Linked DNA regions of Gasterosteus aculeatus: region 1 is linked to region 2. A link is a contact called in public Hi-C data. All regions are on one chromosome and are shown on one strand. Each heading gives the region's core, a stretch centred on a gene start, on an enhancer-like site or on the middle of the called end of the contact. The rest is flanking DNA. Distances are from core to core; before and after follow the strand shown. Region 1 holds the start of ndfip1l (Nedd4 family interacting protein 1, like). Region 2 holds the start of yipf5 (Yip1 domain family, member 5).

The links. Hi-C and Micro-C count contacts between places; a contact is called where the count stands out from the background.
Region 1: a Hi-C map of skeletal muscle shows a contact between it and region 2, with 2.7 times the contacts expected there. The contact joins the promoter of ndfip1l here to the promoter of yipf5 in region 2. A contact is called at or near these places in 2 of 6 Hi-C or Micro-C datasets (both in skeletal muscle).

Annotation. Positions count from the first base shown.
Region 1 is chr7:27,118,579-27,123,772 of fGasAcu3.hap1.1, forward strand. It overlaps ndfip1l (Nedd4 family interacting protein 1, like), which reads right to left and starts at 2,066. Exons shown (of 7, transcript XM_040181759.2): 1 at 1,771-2,066; 2 at 531-618; 3 at 1-38. The coding sequence starts at 1,800. It overlaps endou2 (endonuclease, polyU-specific 2), which reads right to left. Exons shown (of 7, transcript XM_040181757.2): 3 at 5,151-5,194; 4 at 4,096-4,217; 5 at 3,604-3,716; 6 at 3,119-3,272; 7 at 2,415-2,748. The coding sequence ends at 2,494.
Region 2 is chr7:26,922,725-26,927,647 of fGasAcu3.hap1.1, forward strand. yipf5 (Yip1 domain family, member 5) reads left to right here and starts at 2,867. Exons shown (of 6, transcript XM_040182443.2): 1 at 2,867-3,020; 2 at 4,079-4,184; 3 at 4,470-4,645. The coding sequence starts at 4,087.

The DNA of each region.
Region 1 (5,194 bases), core at 816-3,315, 200 kb after region 2:
ATTGGGGAAAGCACCGTCTTCCTTGTAGTCAAAGAAGGCTGAAAAATATAAACGGCACAGTTTCACAAACAAAGGCACAGACAGACTTTTTAGCCAACAATAAAATGGCTGCTTATGCGAAGAAGAAGAAGAATCTCTGGCGTGTGAGACACAGTCGAGTCAACTATTATATTTCCCACAAAGAGCAATCCCAGGAGTCTCGTTATACCAGTTAGACTATTTTTCATACTGTATCAATAATTTACTGAACCTTATTGCTTTGAATAACCTTCAGTATTCCGATGAAGAAAGCTTGTGAGAATCCCATTGTGCCAACATGATCAGAACAGCCCCTTCAGTTATAAAATAATCTATATGAATACCTCATACAATGGCCGTACGTTTGTTTCTTGAACAGTTCACAAGCTCCTAAAGGGCCTCGTTTCCTTCGGTTCGCCCTGCGCCCACAGACACAAATACGGCCTCTCTGTGTACCAACAGCGCAGATGGGCCAAGCACCTGGGAAACATCTGGATTATTGATGGTCTCACCGGCATTGTCCCCTGTGATGCTGCTGTAGGGGGGTGGAGATTCAGCTGCTACCAGTGGAGTCTCCTGTGGGTCCTCCTCATTGGTCAGCTGGGGGGAGGGGAAGACAACCACATCCTGGTACATTAAACGTGTGTGTCAGCAGTAGCTGCTTTGAGCTAAAGAAGCTTCTCACTGCCCAAGTAGTCCTTCACTATTATTGAAACGTAAAAGAGCTGACGGGGTAGCGGAAGGGAGTTGTTGGAGCGCAGATAACATCGAAAAAAAGAGACGATGAGTAATAAACGTGAAAATGTAAAAGCAGCACCGGACGACGCCTCTCCTTCCTCTTGGTTGAGCTGGAATCGAAAAGCCAACGCATTTGATCATCAGCCAGGAAAGACCAGTGACATAGTGCTGAATACCGAGCGGTAACTTAGCAACACTGGTCTCAACAAAAGAAATCCACTAATTACCTAAAGAAACCTTAGTGGCAGCCTTGATTAGCAGAGGTATACATTACAGGTTAACGCTCTGGTTTTCCCTTCGATGTGGGTGGCGCTTTATTTATTTATTTATTTAACTTTATTTCCTAGTTTGGAAATGTAATCCAGACAAGACACGAGCAGTTGCTGACTGATGCAGTTCCAAATGACTATTTCCCGTGACATATTATAACCCCTTTTAGTCAGTAAGATGCCCTGGACATGCGAAGAGATGATGGGAACACCCATTCAGTAAATAAAGGAATGATGAGGGACAGATAACCACTGACAATACACTCAAATAAAAACAAATATGTGCTCACTCTGAAAAAAACTGTACTTATTTAATAAACTGAATATTAAACATTGCTAGGCAGGTTATCGGAATCAGCGGGTTCTTTAAGTGAGGATGAGAAGGGTCCATTGAAGTTACAATGACAAGTTTAGGTTTTTTTTTTTAAAGAGCCACGCTCTCAGGTTCGATGGATGGAGCTCGCGCAGCGTTAGCTTTAGCTTTAGCTGAACCGCTAACACGGGCAAACGTAGTTAACCATCGGCTTTACGTCAACAGCCACCTTCACCCGATTGAGAATAAACGAGATTAATCCCGAACAAATTCAATTGACGAAAGCCACCACGAGATCGACACACCTGGATAGGCGTCGTCGTTTTTAATTAACAGCACGAAGCCGACGTGGATACGTGATGTCAAAACATGTAACGTTAGCTAACGCTAATTACGCTGTCAAGAGACCGATAACGTCGAGTGTTTCCATACCTGCTGATATCTGCCGCTCGGTTCGCCCATTCCGATTTTAAAACTGCCGGGAATCAACAACAGAGATAGGAACAAGACACTGGAACCTCAACACGAAAACAAAATTATATAACAGTTAAATCTTCATGACGATGAAAACCTTTTTTCCCCTCGACTGCTCGGTGGTCACACCAATGTCAAGCTAATGTATTGTTAGCGTTAAACACAAAGCTTCCGGTTAGCTTTGACGTCCTTTCAAATTAAGCCCAGGGGGAACGCTTTCAACAGTAAATGAAGGCGGTGTTTTGTGAAGTGCTATGTCGCCTACATCAGTTCAGTTCATCATTTATTTATTTAATCTGTAACATGAAGACATGTTTAAAATAAATCTTGACATTGGAAATGTCTGATTGTTTTATTTTGAAATTACAACCGTGCCATTTCTTCATTCTTTCCAGCTTGATACAGGTCTTGCTTTCCAATGGATTGACGTCATTGGCCACAACAAACCCTCTACCGCCCCCGTTTGGAGCGAGGTGAAACCAATATATATATAATTAAAAAGTTACTGACAAAAATGTAAATGGCAGAAACAAAATCACATACTGAGTAAAGAAACTGTCAAAATAGGCATCACTGTACAAATAAAAAAACGAATGCAGTTTGGTCTTTTATAGGTTTTTTAATGTATCATCATCTAAAATAAAGTGTTGGAGAAGTGATATCCTATATCTAGCCAAGTTTCTAGGTGGGTTTCCGGTACTTAAGGAGCACAGGGTAAGTGGTGCCTATGTGCTTTTGGTTGTAGTGGTGGCAAACGATCTCCACGTCGTAGGAACTGAACTGGACCTTGACCCGCTCGTTGGGCGAGGTGAGGAAGCAGAGCGTGTAGAGGGCGAACTCAAACTCGGGACTGACGCCGATGAAGATGCTGCCCTTGGGCTTTATACCGTCCTTCCAGCTGAACTGGAGGGCCAGGATGTGTTTGTTCTCGTCGGGCTGCAGTGAGAGAAATAAATGGCAGGGCATGAAAGAGGAACATTGAAGACGACGGTGTCCCATGGGTTCAGTGCACATTGCAAATATACTTTGGAATGCACTGTGTTGCATAATAATTGCAAACTGGGGACGAGTTTGGCGAAGAAATACGCAAATATGATCTGAAAATCCGCCCAAAGGCTCAATAGAATGAGAGAGGAAGAACGTGGTCATAGCAGGATGTGAGTTTTCTCATCACCGGTCAAGAAAGACAAAGTGAGCAACGGCAACCGGGGGAGAGAATAAAGATTTGTCAGAAGAACAATCCAGATACAGTAGTGCTGAATAGATATATTCATTGCCCATTGCATGTAGTGATGACACACCGTACCTGGGGGGAATTGGCGCTGACGCTGTAGCCTTTGTAGTCGATGTGTCCCAGCTTCTCCTGCAGGTACAGCTGGATCCAGTTGTGAAAGCCGATGACAGTCCTCCCTCCTCTCGTCTCCCCGACGAACACGTGTTCAAATCCAGAGGAGTCCGGCCTGGCGGGAGACGGGACGGACGTCATTATCTGAATGCTTGTGTGCAGGCCGCAACACACTATTGTCCCTTTTTTTTTGTCTGACGGCTCATTTTTAAATGCTCCCTGTGGGTTCATTTAAAAACGGAGCCTTATGACTCTGTACTTAGCAGCGTGCCATCGATTAAACAGACTAAATTTAATTAGCTTGTGTGCCATTTGGTCATAATTCACGCCTTAGTGGCTGTTTCCATCCTGATGCTTTTTCAATAGCTCACAGCGACGCTGCCTGGATGTGGTTTCAGATTCCACTGGTGAAGTTATATTTAGGTGCCGAGCCAGATTCCACCTACTTGCTGGATCCCCTCCTCGCATAAAGTTCAAACCAGATCCTGTATAGCTGCTGCTTGAACTGTGTATCATCCTTTGGAGAAAGGTTCTTCTCCACCAGGTATTTATGAGCTATCTGCAAACAAGCAGGAATTCACAATGAAGCGTCGTCGTTCGTGGTTCCCAGACAATGACTTTCATGATCCTGTTGACTTGTCGTCTTTTACTGCGATTACTAGATGAAAGAAATATACGAGCTGCAAAACTAATAATACCTCAGTTCCCATCAAACATGCTCAACATCCGCGTGCTAGCATTAGCTTTGAGCTACAACATCATACTTCCATTAAAGTAATACACTGTAGATAATCCCATCATTGTGAAAGTCAGTTTTGATTAAATAAATATTTGAAAGAGTGAAACTCTATTGAGTTCTCTTCAATGTGTTAGTAGAAATGGCCCTTTAAAAAGGCACAGCGAGAGGGGAGAGTTTCTCAGAAGAACCCCTCGGGTACCTTCATGGTGGGAGTCTGAATGATGGAGTCCAGGAATTTGTGGTTCTCTGCCACCTCCTCCGGGGTCACAATTTCTGGCTCGCCGGTGTCACTCACATAGTTATCCAGCAGGGAGATGAAAGCTGCAGGAAAAAACAAACAAACTTGCGCTTCAAAAAGGCATTTGGCCTCAGAATGGGACGTGGATAGAATACCGAATACCAAAACCATTATCTTAGTACAGTGTAAAAAAAAAAATTTAAAGTCTCCAAACTGATCTACTTCAATACATTTGCCCTGAAAAACAAACTCCCAGCTCAAGCAGTGTACAGTGGCCATTGAGGAGCATCCGCTCGGCGGCGGTGAACTCTGCATGCTGCGTGGTTACGCAATGCGCCACAGTCCGTCATGAGGAGATTACGAGCAGACGGAGAGGCTTTAGTCTGAAGGGAGGCGACAAACAGTGCAGTGGAATGTGTGAAGAGTATTAGAAATAAACGACCCTGTTCATAAAATTAATAAAATGCATATAGTGTACACCAGAATACAGCCATAATTCTGAAACTGTGTAATCAATAAAGTAATGACAATATTGTAAAACCACTGTAATTCTGAAACTAGATAGAATAAAAATAGAATAATACCAAATGTACAGTTATGATTGTATTTGATGTAATGTAATTAACTGGAATGCATGCATGTAATACTTGAACAACAACTGATATTGACTAAGGATCATTCGAAATCCGAGTTACATCGAACTCACCAGAAGACCACTCCCAGAGGTGTGGACACAAACTTTCACACCTTTACGCATTGGTATAAACACCTGTAGGAACCATTGTTCTGAGTTCGCTGGTGGAGGCAGCAGACGGGCACTAGGGATGGTCAATGGGCCCTGTGGCCTGTTTGGTTGCAAAGACCACAACACCATCTCTTTTATTAAATACATTTGATTTTAACCTTTAGATCTGCGATGTCCTTTGTCCGTCCGGCGTTTCTTCATTTTAAACACAACAAGTCAAACACTTTTGACGGCCACGGGGAAAGAAAATGCACTTTTTTGGTGCACTTACCTAAAAAAGTCTCCTTTTTGAACGTGTTCTCGTCGACAAACGTA
Region 2 (4,923 bases), core at 1,617-4,116:
ATGTTAAATAATGCAAAAAGTAAGATGTAGAGCTTGACAGCGTGAGAGTGACTGAATACAGATTCATATAACAGTGCACATGAAACTGTGATATTAATATCCCTATTATGAATAATAGCAATACAAGTGGGGAGCACTTGCGTATTTTGGTGAATTTTAAATCATTACCAATGTGAAACCTGCTTGTTTACATATATTACATATTGGAACAAAATATTTCTCATTTGTATTTTTTTTTAGAAATCAAAGCAATTTGACCTCAATAGAGGCATCATTTGAACTAGACAAATGTGCACACTAAAGTCGCTTTGGATAAAAGCGCCAGCTAAATAACCTGTTATGTAATGTAATGTAATTAAAAACATCAGCACCATTAAATAAGTGTCGGTTCTCATACTGATACAGGAGTGATGCTTTAAGACTGTGGAGTTTCCGGGCGGCATCGGGGGAAGCACCAGTGAACCCACGAGTGTTCGACATGTCAAAACAGATTTAGAGCTTCCTAAAATAAGTCTCACATAAACAGCAGCGTGACCCCCGGCTCTCCTTCTTCATCCGTCTCAGCCGAACAGCCACTTTGCCGTGTCGCCAGTTCCCTCAACGTTTGCTGCAAACTTTCGCTGCAAACTTTTGCTGCGGTCCCTGCGGGACGAGTCACGGCGGACATGAATTGGCTTTGGCTCAGTGGGTCAAAGCTACAGCAAGGAAGTCATTCGTTTTGTTTCTACCTGACGGCATTTTGGGGGTTGTTAATGTTGATAGCGTGTAGAATCACCATTTCGACATTGTAATGTCATGTTATTGACCTTCTTGATGCAAAAATCCTGAGATATAGCTGTTTGCATTTAAGGTTGACGCCAGAGATCCATTTGTTTGGATGGTGAACAAATGTTTTCTGATTTCTCAGTAAAACAGTCTTACATTCAATCAATTGCCCCCTAATATTATATGTTTAAATGCTTTAGTATTGCCAGTACAGTCACCAGATTTCAAAATGAGATTTTCATATTGACTATAATTTTGTTAGAATCTCTTGAATCTCGAGTGGGAGGAAGGCTCATTTTGGAACAAACAAACTTCACACACTCTTCATCTGCTGATTGTTATTTTAGTGATCGTGTAGCTCACTCACACAGAGAGAAGAAAGCTGCTTCAGTGAAAGCACCCTGCAAGTACCAGATGCCTGCTAATTTATGATCTGTGCAGCTGTCGTATCAATGGTTTGGCAGGAAATTGAATTAGATGAATTAAAGGAATTATTTAATCTTGCCCATCCCTCTCTGCTAAAAATAGAGGTGTGTGTGTGTGTGTGTGTGTGTGTGTGTGTGTGTGTGTGTGTGTGTGTGTGTGTGTGTGTGTGTGTGTGTGTGTGTGTGTGTTTGGGTTCACATTTTCAGTTTGCTTAATGCAGAAGGAGAACAATAATACTCAATCTAAATTTAGGCCACAGTAGGTGGTTGGCGACGAGGGGTTGCGTAAGAGTAGGGAAACTAGTAGTTCTAATCCACAGAGGTATTTACAGCGGGATTATGGCAGGGATTTTATTAAAAAAGCCAATTATGACAGAATACGGCAATCTATGCCCCAAATTCAATTACCCTCTGGAACTTTTCATTCATTAAATGAATTATATAGAAATAGATGTTCTTTAAGTTCAGAAATGATTAAAAGTCTAAAGAAAGATGAGAAGCAATAGGGTGAGGAGGCTAATTTCTGCACATGATTAATCATGGGTGTTTCTGTAGAAATGACATATTTGGTGCATCAAATTGATTTTGGTCCTCTTGAGGCAGAGGAGCGATCCATGTCAGGCCTGAATAGTTGAAAGGCTTGTTAATTTATAGGGATTGTTTGTTTGTCATTTCTCATCCACCCAATTAATAATTTGTTTATAATATGTGTTGCCTTTGCATGCTTTTCAGCTTTAAACTGCCTCTAATACGAACTCTCTTTGAGCAAAATCGGACAGATGGGCACAAAGTGTTCTGGTAAGAAAATGTCCTCGAAAATCTTGTAGCCTTGCTGAGGCAACTGCTTTGTGCAGCACTGACCAAAGGCTTCTTTATGCGTTGTGTGGGTGGGACTAATAACTCAATAAGAGAAGAAGCTCAAAATGTCTCCTGTCAATAAGATTTTCCTCCATGCCTTTTTCAATTTTTGCAATATTTTTCCCATTTCTCGTTTTGTAAAGAATTCTCCAACTCCAGGAAGGATGTCGAGCTGTCGCCAATTGAGTTAATATGGACTTTATAATAGATCCTGAGAAGGGAACAGGGATTTCTTACTATCATTCTTGTCATTAAAGGTCAAACTACCTGAGACTACCGTCGCTATTTCCTCTGAACTGGGGTCCTCAACTTATTATTTTATGTCATCAGTCATCATCAAAGAGGATGGATTTACCTGCATACATCGTAGCGGTGAAGTTGTTCTGCACTGGCAGTGATTGATCTGCTCCTCTGCATCCAGATGAAAGAGACTACCTTTGTTCTTGCCAGGGTTCCAGCGTTTGCTCCGTTAAAATCAACTTCTACCCTCTGTTTCTATTTGCATAAAAACCAGGGTCACCCTGGTTTTATCAGACTATACGTTTGGACACAGTAGGGTTTCCTACCTAGCTGTGGTGTAAAAAATAATACATTTACATTTGAGGTGTTTAACAACATCCCTTTCACCTTAGGAATTCACAGTCTTGCGTCCATAATGTTTCCTATTTTTGTATGAAAACTGAATTTGCAAATCAGACAAGAAAATAGAGAATTGTTTATAATATATGATGATGTGTATTCTTCATGCATTGTCTTTCCTTTGGCGCAGCTTGTAAATATATTTTAATACATAATGTGTTTTACTTGTAATGCAATGTAATACCAGCAGTCGCCTTTAGGACAGCGCCATATTTTCAGGCAAAGAGCAATTTGCAAATGTCCCTAACGGCTTCCCGTCGGCTACGTAGCAAACCGGAAGATTCACCGTTATCCTGACACGTAGCAACCACAGCCAAAGTTGGCAGTGCTCTGGTACGGCGGGTAAGCATTAGCATTCGCTATAGAAACTGTGAAAGAAAAGTTGATTGGGATATTAACGCGACTGGTGACGGAATGCGCGTTTATGCATGCCTGGTCTCCACTGCGGTTATAGCTAACGTTAGCATTATTCAACCAACTGGCAGCAGGTAACGTTGCGTTAGCCACCCGGAGCCTGCCCGCTAGCTTGTTTTTATATTAGCAGCATATTTTGTCGAGTTCTCCTTTAAATGAGTTGTAATTGTCCAGCCTTCTCATAGCCAATACAGTTGATTCTAAAGGTCGACTCACAATAAACTAACGATGTCTAACTTGACGTTATTTGTGTCTTTGTTTTGTGGATGGCTACTGTCCTGTTAGCATTGGATGCTAACGTAGCTCATAGTTATATTAACGCTAGTCCAATTCATATGAAGATAACGGTAATGTTCTAACTATTAACAGTCCTGTTAGCAATGCCCCCTAAGCCTTTAAGTTATTGTTTGGAAGAAATTAGCCTTTTACGGTTTTATTCATCACTTAACGCCACCGTACGCTATTCCAGTGTGAGACAATAATGTAACGTTAACTAACGTTATAACGAACGGAATGTTTTCAGAAAAACTTATGTAACGCTAATGTTATTACATAAATTTAGCGTAATTAAAATTAAGTTATGGATGTAGAAATGTTTGACTCCGTATTAATCTCCCTGTCTTAGTTTTACCGAAAGTAGTGTCTTAAAAAGTAGAATGCAGCAGTCGCCCAGGGGCTATTTTTGGATAATGCAATAAAAAGATGTTGAACTGTACTCCCTCGTGCTTGGACATGTATTAATTCATTAATGATGTGACCAATAGGCTGGTGAACTTGTCCCAAAGTCATTGTTGTTTTGATGATAGATGTGTACCAAAACGTAATACTAATAATTTACATTTGACTTCTCTTTACTTTTTGATACAGTGCCTCCATCTTCAACATACCAATACTTTTGATTAGTTTGGAGACTCTCTGTAGATGAAAATACTCATCCTAGCTGATATGTTGTGGTTCTGTTTCCGTGTGTCCAACAGAGTGAGAGATGTCGGGGTTTGACAATTTGAACACAGACTTTTACCAGTCCAGCTACAGTGTAGATGACCAAAACCAAGGCTACAGCAACGCTGAGAACCAATACAAGTAAGAAAGCCCTCTTTAACTTTTGTTCCACATTCTGACTGCTAAAAAATTGCGTACGTGACAATTAGTAGCCTGACTGAATACCTTATTATCTTTTAAGCGTATTGTGATTGACGTGAAGGACAAGTTTTGTTTTACTGATATAAATAAATGCTAATGCGGCATATTTGAAATGACACCCATGGAAAGTGGAAATAAGCATTGTTAAAAGCTGTTTAAAATCTTTTCGGTCAAAGAGAACTATTGAGCATTATTATTATTATTAATGTCATAATTTTTTTTCAGGCAATATGATGGTCAGTATGACTATTCCCAGCCCATGGGCTACTCTCCCCCAGGGATAATGCAGCCCCAGCAGCCGTACACAGGACAAATCTTCCAGCCGACACACACCTACACCCCGTCCCCGTCACAATCTTTGTATAGTAGCAGCTTTGATGACGAGCCGCCGCTGCTAGAAGGTAGGCACACAACCTGTAATCTACAACTTCTATTTGACACTTTGGTTTCAGCAGTGCACACATTTGACAGTGGGAATGTTTAATATCAACAATTAGGCATATTTAGCAATGTTTATGTCGCTAACTGTGCTAATATTATTTGTGAGTTATTATCCTTTCAGGCTGTTTTCAATTGCTGATGTCATATATGATACAACATTTAAGTTGGACATCATCACAGCTTCTCAAACTGCAAGTGGATTTCAGCTGTTAGACTCTTGGAGTCATTTGGAGCAAAA